Linked DNA regions of Gossypium arboreum: region 2 is linked to region 1. The links are chromatin contacts, called in public Hi-C maps. All regions are on one chromosome and are shown on one strand. The core of a region is the stretch at or near the end of the contact, and the rest is flanking DNA. Distances in the headings are between cores, read along the strand shown. Region 1 has its middle 33 kb from the start of LOC128279541. Region 2 holds the start of LOC108467812 (notchless protein homolog).

Evidence for each region. A called contact is a pair of places that touch in the nucleus more often than the background predicts.
Region 2: a Hi-C map of leaf shows a contact between it and region 1, with 2.4 times the contacts expected there. The contact joins the promoter of LOC108467812 here to the enhancer-like site in region 1. A contact is called at or near these places in 2 of 5 Hi-C or Micro-C datasets (both in leaf).

Annotation. Positions count from the first base shown.
Region 1 is chr8:20,809,909-20,814,423 of ASM2569848v2, reverse strand. No RefSeq gene overlaps it. Among protein-coding and RNA genes, the nearest start is that of LOC128279541, 33 kb to the right of the region's middle. Within about 2 kb of position 2,208, at least 1 of the 2 cell types and tissues checked has an H3K27ac peak or open chromatin away from gene starts, as enhancers often do. A contact at or near this core is called in leaf, where this site is marked.
Region 2 is chr8:20,929,726-20,934,240 of ASM2569848v2, reverse strand. It overlaps LOC108467812 (notchless protein homolog), which reads right to left and starts at 2,445. Exons shown (of 13, transcript XM_017768598.2): 1 at 1,893-2,445; 2 at 1,534-1,615; 3 at 1,322-1,411; 4 at 881-1,006; 5 at 554-681; 6 at 168-367. The coding sequence starts at 2,045.

The sequences.
Region 1 (4,515 bases), core at 959-3,458:
GGACATGGTATCATTGCAGCTATGTGGCCTACATAAGGATTAACTGTGATAGTGATGGAGATTTGAGTATGGATTGGTTGGAATTATGATAATGATAATTGGATAAAGATGCTTTTTATTGATATTGTGGCTATCCTATGCCAGCCATGGATTGTTTGTAATGATGAGTATGATAGGCCATCAACCTGTGTTTGGCCAGGTTTTGGTGTTTTGATTAAATGGGATCATTTCTATTTTATCCTTTCATAACATTTAATTGAAGTTATTCTAACGAAGAAAATTTTAATTTTATTTCGGCTATTCTCATAAAATTTCAAACTTCATCATCGATAAAAACCAATCAGATGTCCACCTCATGATTTTGTTGAAGTTAATATAGGTGGAGCAGTGATATTGGGTGATGCCAAGGGATAGAGTATGGGGGAAATCTTGATTGTTGGATTTGAAATTTTAGAATGTTTATAAAATTATATAAATTAATGCATATATATAATATAAATTAAGTCTTTTTAACATACCTGATAAACAAATAAATTTAAACCTTAAATACATAAAAATTTCCATTAAGCCAATGAATAAGAATTTTTTTTTCACTTAGGTGCTTTTTGTTTCATGCAATATGTAAAACACAAGATGACACAATCGCAAGATTCATTATAATCACAATAGCAACAATAACAACCTTCAAATAAAATGCTAATTAGTTTCTAATTAATATTTAAGAAATTCAAAATAATGAAGACAATCAATCATAATTTCTTCAATAATTGGTATCAATCAACATCTATAAAGTATTACTCAATCAAGAGGTTAGGAATTTCATACAAAAACAATATCCCAAAATCATTTAATCAATAAAAACTTAATATTGCATAAAACTATTAATCTATCCCAAGCAAAGTTGTAACGGCCCGATTTTTAGTGGTACCAGAAAATATGATTTTGAAACCTCATTTCTATAAACCAAGTCTGTAAATATTAAATATGAATATTTACAAGGATAATAAAAATAATTAGTTGAGTAATTTTACCGAAATAATAATTAATTAAGGCCGAGGATTAAATTGTAAAAGTCCAATCGTTATAGAGTTTTAATTGACCAAAGACTTGAAGACTTAAATAACAATTAACCAAAGAGCCAAAATGATTATTAGATGATTTTTAAATAGGAGAAAGTGTATGATGATGATAAAACTCACCAAGATTAATTAATGTTAAATTAAGTTAAATAAATTATGTTTATGTTAATTAAACGAACTTGATTAAGCTTTAATCCAGGTTAAGTTAGTGGAAAAATGTCATCTTCATCTTCCATCTATATTCTTGTTGTCCAAAAGAAGAAGAAAAACCTAGGAAAATTTAAAGGTAAATTAAAGCCCTTTTCTTGTTATTTTTATAGATTTGAGATCATGAGAGCTTGATTTAGATAGCTCATGTATCAATTTGTGAAATTGTTAAAGCTTTATGTTTAAATTGTACAATGTTGAATGGTTGAATTAGATGATTTCATGCTTGAATTGATTTAGATTAGCATGGTTTAATAGCATTATACTTGTGAAAGGTTTAATGAAATCATTTTGATGTTGGTTTGAAAGCAAATGAATAGGCACTAAAGTGTTAAGTTGCCAAAACAGGGGTCATGTTGTGACCTCAAGACTTTGACGTCACAACCGAAAATGAGTGACGTTGCAAAGCTCTGAAAACTTCACAATTTAGTCCTTATTCATGCTCAGGTTAGTAAAAGAGTTTTCGTAAACTCATGTGGGACCCGAGAATATTTATGTAGCATAATAAGAATGTGAATTATACTAAATTGTGTGTATGAATGATTGTATGATGTTTATGTGATGTTAGTTTCATCGGTATTGATCGTGATATTTCATAACTCAGACCCGATGATCGAGTCGGGTATAAGGTGCTACAAAAGTCCCGATCTTAATTTTTTAGGAATTAATTAATAAACCTTGAAAAAAAAGGTGATGATTCCTAGATAAGAAGATTCACTTGGAAGGCTTAAAAGATTAATCATATATATTCTAAAAAATTCTAGAAAATTCCAAGTGTTGAAAGATTTTGGCATAAAAGAACTAATAACACACCAATAAGGGAGAAATACCACCGGCCCAAAATATGAAGTCCAATGTGACGGTTGGACTCAATGCTTGTGCCTGAATTTCTGTTTTCTTAAGCTTCAATCATGCCACGTGTGAAGTTGGGACGAGTTCATGGGTACAACCGAGTTAACACAGCCTGCAGAAAATTATTAGGCTTAATCCACAAATTATACCAAAATCATATTTTTTTTTCATCTTGGTACTTAGTTTTTTTTTTTTGTCACAGGTAATACTTAATTTTTTTAACACCAAAATATTATATCTGTATCCATTAAAAAAGATTACAGTCAATAATAAATGGTCATATCATATAAATTTAAAAATATTTTTATTTTTTGGTTACATTATTTCTCTCTTTTCTTTTTCTTTTTTCTTCTTTCTTATAATGTCTAGCAATATTAGTAATGCTCAAAATTTGCGACATTAATAATTAATTTTAATTTTAAATTTCATTGTCTACTTATGAGATAAAAAAGTTATTACATCAATTTTCAAAATTAAACCAATTAAATTAGGAAGTGGGAACCAATCGAAATATTGATGTAGAGATAGAGAATGAATTGATTAACTCGCCAACGAATACACACTAATTGCAAGCTAAAAAATCCAACTGAAGCATTTTCTATATTTTTAAATATTTATATTAAGATGAGAAAAGAAGGTATAATTTATAGCTATGTTTACTAGCACCCATCTTGAGGTGCCATTTGGTGATTAAGCCCACTTCATATTATGGCATTCATATTTATATTAGGCCCGCCTGCAGCACCTAAAAAAAATAGGTAAACTACAATATTATTCATCCCACTATTAATATATTTCTGCTTCGGTCACAAAATTATAAAAAATTTAATTTCCATCATTAATGTTTTAAATTGTTTTTTTTTATCACTCTACGCAATATTTTTTTAACTAATATAATAATACGCTTTAGTTCTCAATACTCACACTTTTTTTAAAAAAAATTGATTTTAATTCTAAATAATTTAACTTTCTACAAATACACATATAATTAAATATAAATATAATAAATGATTATTATATATAAAAACACAATTTATCCCGAATTCCATTATAATTCTCTCATTTTGGGTTGTTGAAGGCTAGAAGCTTTTCAAGTTGGTGAATTTTTACGGCGAGGTCTTATAACTGAAAAGGGTCATTTTCAATTTGTTTACCACAACAATAGCCCTCCATTAAACCCAATTTTCATAAGCTCATAACCAGTACGATCAAGAACCCCCATCTCCATATCTCTTTGAAATTCATAATCTAACATCGGGTGTGTGTTTTCTTGGATCCAACACCAAGACTGTAATGGCGTCGTCCAGTGGTTAAGACTCCCGTCTCTTCTTGTGCCGTCATTACCAAAATCACGTCCTGTCGTCCAACAACTTCCTTGACCCTCTCTCTCTCTTATTATCTTCATTTTGTTTCTCAAGTGTTTGATGTATCAAGCTTCTTGATTTTACTACCCAGGTTTCAATTCGTTGTTCTTAAGTTAATTCTAAAGGTTAACCACAACTCTATAATTAATGAAATATTAATATAATACACTGATTGGGGAAGCAAAAGTGTTGAATTTGTAATTTGAGCACAGCAGGTAATCCTCAAAGAGTAGTACATTCGAGAGGTTGCCTGCCTCCCACCATAAGTAGCAATGTGAGGAACTAGTCCCTTTTGAGTCATTTCATTGGAGTTTTAGGACTTGATAATTTTTTTGTAATACCCATTGATGATGATGTTGTAACTAAAGACATTAGGTTTACAACCATCAAATCAAAAACCTTTCTCGCCTCATCCAAACCACTCAATATAAGAACATCAATAAGCCATTGGCTCATAAATATCACATATTACAAAAACTAAGAGCAAACTTCAAGATGCTTAAAACATAGTAGTATAAATTGATAGACAAGTTCAGTGTTGGAAATGTTTGAAAATGAAGCTATCTACATATAGAGAATAGTCTTTTTTATTATTAGGCCTTGATGAAGTCAATTAGTTCTCCATCTTTTTGAACTATGAACAAACATGTTGAGCTTACAAATCAGTAATACCAAAACAAGTCAATTAGTTCATCAAAATACATCATTTTACAGAAAAATACCATAACTTGAACATGATGGTTGGGGACAAGATGACGAATCAAACCAACCAAAGAAACCCAGAAATAAAAAAGTTTGAAAATAAATTTTTTGGCCAAGAGAAAGAAATCTCTTTTGCTCTTCAATTTTGTAGACAAACAAAAATTTACTGTTAAGGGCAACTCCATAAAAAATAAGATATTAATATAACCCGCATGTCAAATTATGATTGGAGGGGCATAAATGAGGGGCAGGGGATTTTTATCCTGAATTCTGTGTTTTGTGCCCGACCTGCAGCATGGCCTTGGTCTCAC
Region 2 (4,515 bases), core at 1,196-3,695, 120 kb before region 1:
AATTGATGTTTAAATAAAGGCTGTCAATTGACAAGATGACTAGATGATCAACAAAGTGCTTGTTATTTCTGTCATTCCTAAGGAAAACAGAGATTCAACTTTCATGGAACAGAGTGAAATGACAACAGGAAATATTATCAGAATCAAAGAAACGGAACAAATTGTACCCTGTATATATGACCCCATCTCCACCCCACTTCACACAAGTTACAGCAAGTGTGTGGCCACTGAGACAAATAACACATTTCTTTAAGGAAATATCCCATATGCGGGCATCACCATCTTTGCTCGCACTTACAAAGCGACGGCATGGAGCATTTAGATGTACAGGTTCCCATGAGATACCGGTGATCCATTTCTTGTGGCCCTATAGCAGAATCCATGTATTAGCAACATGTTTATATGAGTAAGACAATTGAATAAACACAAAGAAATTATTATTACATTGCTTTTTTACCAAATCCATGAGATAGAGTTTCAGTTTAAAGAGGTCAAGAGACTATACTGAATTATTAAAAAAAATAATGTAGTTATTCAAGAGTAAAGGCTTTACAGTCAGTGGATTGCCAGCAGGCTTCCCCGTTTGTGGGTCCCAACATTGTAGTTCCCCAGACTTGCTGCCACTGACAAGATGTTTACCATCAGGTGACCATGCGATACAGAGAACCCAGTTTTTATGTCCTGAAAAAAAAAAATCAGAAGACAGATGAGTATCATAAAGCAAATAAATACAATGAGTGCAAAGAATTACAATAACATGAATTTCTACATGGCATCCCTTTTTCCAATTCCATTTGTATGAGTAAATAGTTCTCTGGTGTTCAAACAACATTACAGTCAAGCTGACTAAGAAAACAGTATCAAATATGAATTTTCTAACCTGTGCATGTAAACATTGGTGTCTGGGTATTTAGGTCCCATAGTCGGACAGTGGTATCACCTGAGCCACTTGCCAACTGTCGTCCATCAGGACTAAACGCAACAGAAAGTACTGCTTCAGTATGACCTATTGTGACAAAGCAACAGCAAAGATTTAGGATAACCAATCCAATTATGCTAAAGGAATGTTAGTAAACATTTTATACCTAATTCATCCATATAAACAAAAATATGAATAAGTTAAACGGAACTGCTTTTTAGACAGGAAAATTAGCTGAGCCTGAATCAGAAAAAATAATTTCTTTGAAGTTTGATGATATCATCACATCAAGAGCCCATGCAAGACATAACAAGCAACTTGTTTCTTTCTTGAGCATGCAAACCCATGATTTCAACATTCGTTTGATAAAGTTTTGATAGGAAATATATATCAATCTCATACCAGCAATTGTAGCTGAACACCGATTAACCGGACGAATCCTGAAAACTGCCTGCGGTTGATAAACTATCGACAGTGTTTTCTCCATGGAAACTGAAAAGTTGATGATCCAAATTAACCAGACAATAGTAGGTTAAGGATACTGAGAAATGTAAAATAATCAAGTAGTGAAAGCAACACTGTCACACATTCACTTCATCAGCTCGCAAACTGACCTTTATTCTTCTCCAAGTAATTTCCAAGCGGCACAAGAAGCTCTTGATTAGATATATAAAATGCATAAGGTAACTTCTCCTCCTGAAGAAAGGAAACACAAATAGAAAAGTTCATCACTCTCGCAGCTCTAGAAGCATTTTATTATCATGACAAACTAAATCACATTGGAAAGAAAAACAGGCATAAAGAATGATAAAAAAAAATCAATTCTAAATAATTCAAAGACAAATATAAAAGAAATTGCATAAAACTTTGAGTACAATGCATCACACGTAAATTAAACGAAAAAACAAAAATTAACTTGGAACCAGTTAAAACCAAATATCAAGCACTGAAGCAGACAATATAAAGAGGTTACATTTTTTAGAAGAGTATTGACGATCTGTTGAAGCTGAACAGGACCGACGTTCTGGGGAAGGTACATGGTGCCTCCAAGGGTGGTTCCCTCCGGGTCTGTTAATACGCACATCACGCTTTTCCCTGTCTCTCCTTGCTCTGTTTCCACCTCCATTTTCTCTTTTTCCTTCTGTTTGCTGTTGTGATGAAAATGGGGGCTTCGGAAGGGGACTAGGTGGTTTTAAGAAGATTTAGGGGTTTTGGTTACTACCGAATTGGAAATGGATATTGGGAAATTTTAGGGTTAAGGGTTTTACTGTCGGAGGTTTAAAGGGGCGGCGGTAGGTTGTGGTGATGTGGCCACGTCATTTGCCCTTCAATATAACCCTTCAAATGATGCTTTTTTCAACTTTGATTTAGTAATTTAATTGTCATCATCAGTCATCACATCATTGCTAATGGACAGTCTGCCATGTGATCTAGTGTTGATTATATTAAGGCCCAATCCAATCGTTCATACGATCAGTTAATATTGCTTAATTTTTCTAATTGATCATAAATCGGAGCAGATAATTACGACACGGTGGCGTGTTGAGCCCATACTTGTTGTTTTCGTTTATAGTGAGCATTTCGAAGGGGCAAATCGGGAAGAGAGGTAGAATCAGGTGAGAGCAAGCAGAAAAGGGTTTAGTATCACACATCAAGTTTTTTGTAAACAATGAAAGCAACATTATTCAGGATTATGACTCAGTCTTTGGTGGATGAGTTAATTCTGATAACTCCTTATAATGTTTTAGTAAAAATGCTATTGATTTTAATGAGGAGGAAATGTCTCGCATTCTATAAGTTCCAAGTACCAATAAACCGGACATATATTTTAATTTACTGAGGGTAGTCAATAATAGGTTAGGGTCAGTTTGGCAATACTTTTGAAAAGTGTTGTGGAAAAGTGCTTTTAAAAAGTGCTTCGGAAAAATTTAAGTGTTTGATATTCTTTGTCAAAAGTACTTTTAAAAAGTAAAATGTCCATTTTAAATATGATATTATAAAGTAATAAATATGTATTTAAATAATGTTCAAATTAGTTAATATTATGATATTTTAGCAAAAATATAAAAATAATTTATTATAACTTATTATTAATATTTTAATATATAATAGTAATTTTAAATATTTCTAAGTAATTAATTTAATTATTTATTAAATTTAATTAGAATATATAAACTATATTTAAATATTTAAATATAATAATTAAATATTTGTAATTAGATATTGACACAATTGTATTATTTTAAAAATATTTTTATTTTTAATTAATGCTTTTAATACATTTGTAAAATTCATATTAAATAACCAATAAAGAGAACACAAAATAATAGCATCAAACACATTTTAAGTCAAAAGTAAAGTTAAAAGGTAAAATAACGATAAAAGTGCTTTTTGGCTAAAAAAGCTAAAATTCTTGCTTTTCATCTCTAAAAAGCTCATCTCGGAAGTTAAAAAGTTGTTCTTAATGATATGTGTTCTTCATTACTTTTAAGAGAAAAGTACTTTTTTTAGAAAAAGTTCATCCCAAAAGCAATGGAGAACACACCCTTAGAATAAAAGGGTTGCATTATGAGGTTTCATTACAACTGTTTGTCGGTCGGGCCATTTGGTCCAGTCTGAAGGTCTGTCCGAAATATGAGAGGATTTGGGTTAAAAATATAGGTCCGAAAAATAGGTTTGAACAAAAAAATAAGGCCAGTTTAAAAAATGGGCCGGGCCTCGTGTAAGTATTTTTAGCGGGTCCGACTGACCCATTAAATTTTTAAATATTATTTTCTTATTATTTTCTCCTATTTTACTACTATTTTACTATTATGTTGCTACTATTTTGTTACTATTTGGATATTGTATAAAACTTATTTTATTGTTAATTTTGTTATTATTTTAAAGACATTTGTTAGTTTTGTTATTATTTTAGAGGCATTTGCTTGTTAAGTTGCATCTATGTTAGTGTTATTTAAGTATACATATTTATTTTCAATTTGTTGGGAAATATATATTTTGATGTTTTTAGTATTTTGATATATTAGATATTTTTAAAATTATATAAAAATTAATATGGGAGGCCCAAGTCGGGCCCAAGTTTTAACATTTTTATCAGGGTCGGGCTTGAGCAAAATTTTAAACTCATTTTTGGGAGGGGTCAAGCCCGAACCTAACAAACGGGCCCAATTTTTGGTTAAGCTTGGTCCAAACCTGACCCGACCCGGCCCATGCACACGTCTAAGTTTTATAGATAAGTTACAGGTATGACATGCTTCCTAATGCCTAATTCATTATGTTGTGATTATGTTATTAGTTGGTTTTAATAAGGATGACAATAAAAATTGAGAAATTGAAAATTGACCTACACTAAGATGTTTTGAAAGTTTATGAAATATAAATTAAAAACTATGTTATTTCAAACTAAACCAATTGTTTTTATTTAATTAATTTTTATGATGTAAAAATTAATATTTTATATTTAAAATGGTGGAAGAAACTTAAAAGTTTTATATAAATATATATATATTTAAAACAACCATATAAAATTTAATGATTATTTTTATTTACTTGATTTTTTAGAAATATTTTTAAAAAATTTTGAAATTTTATCA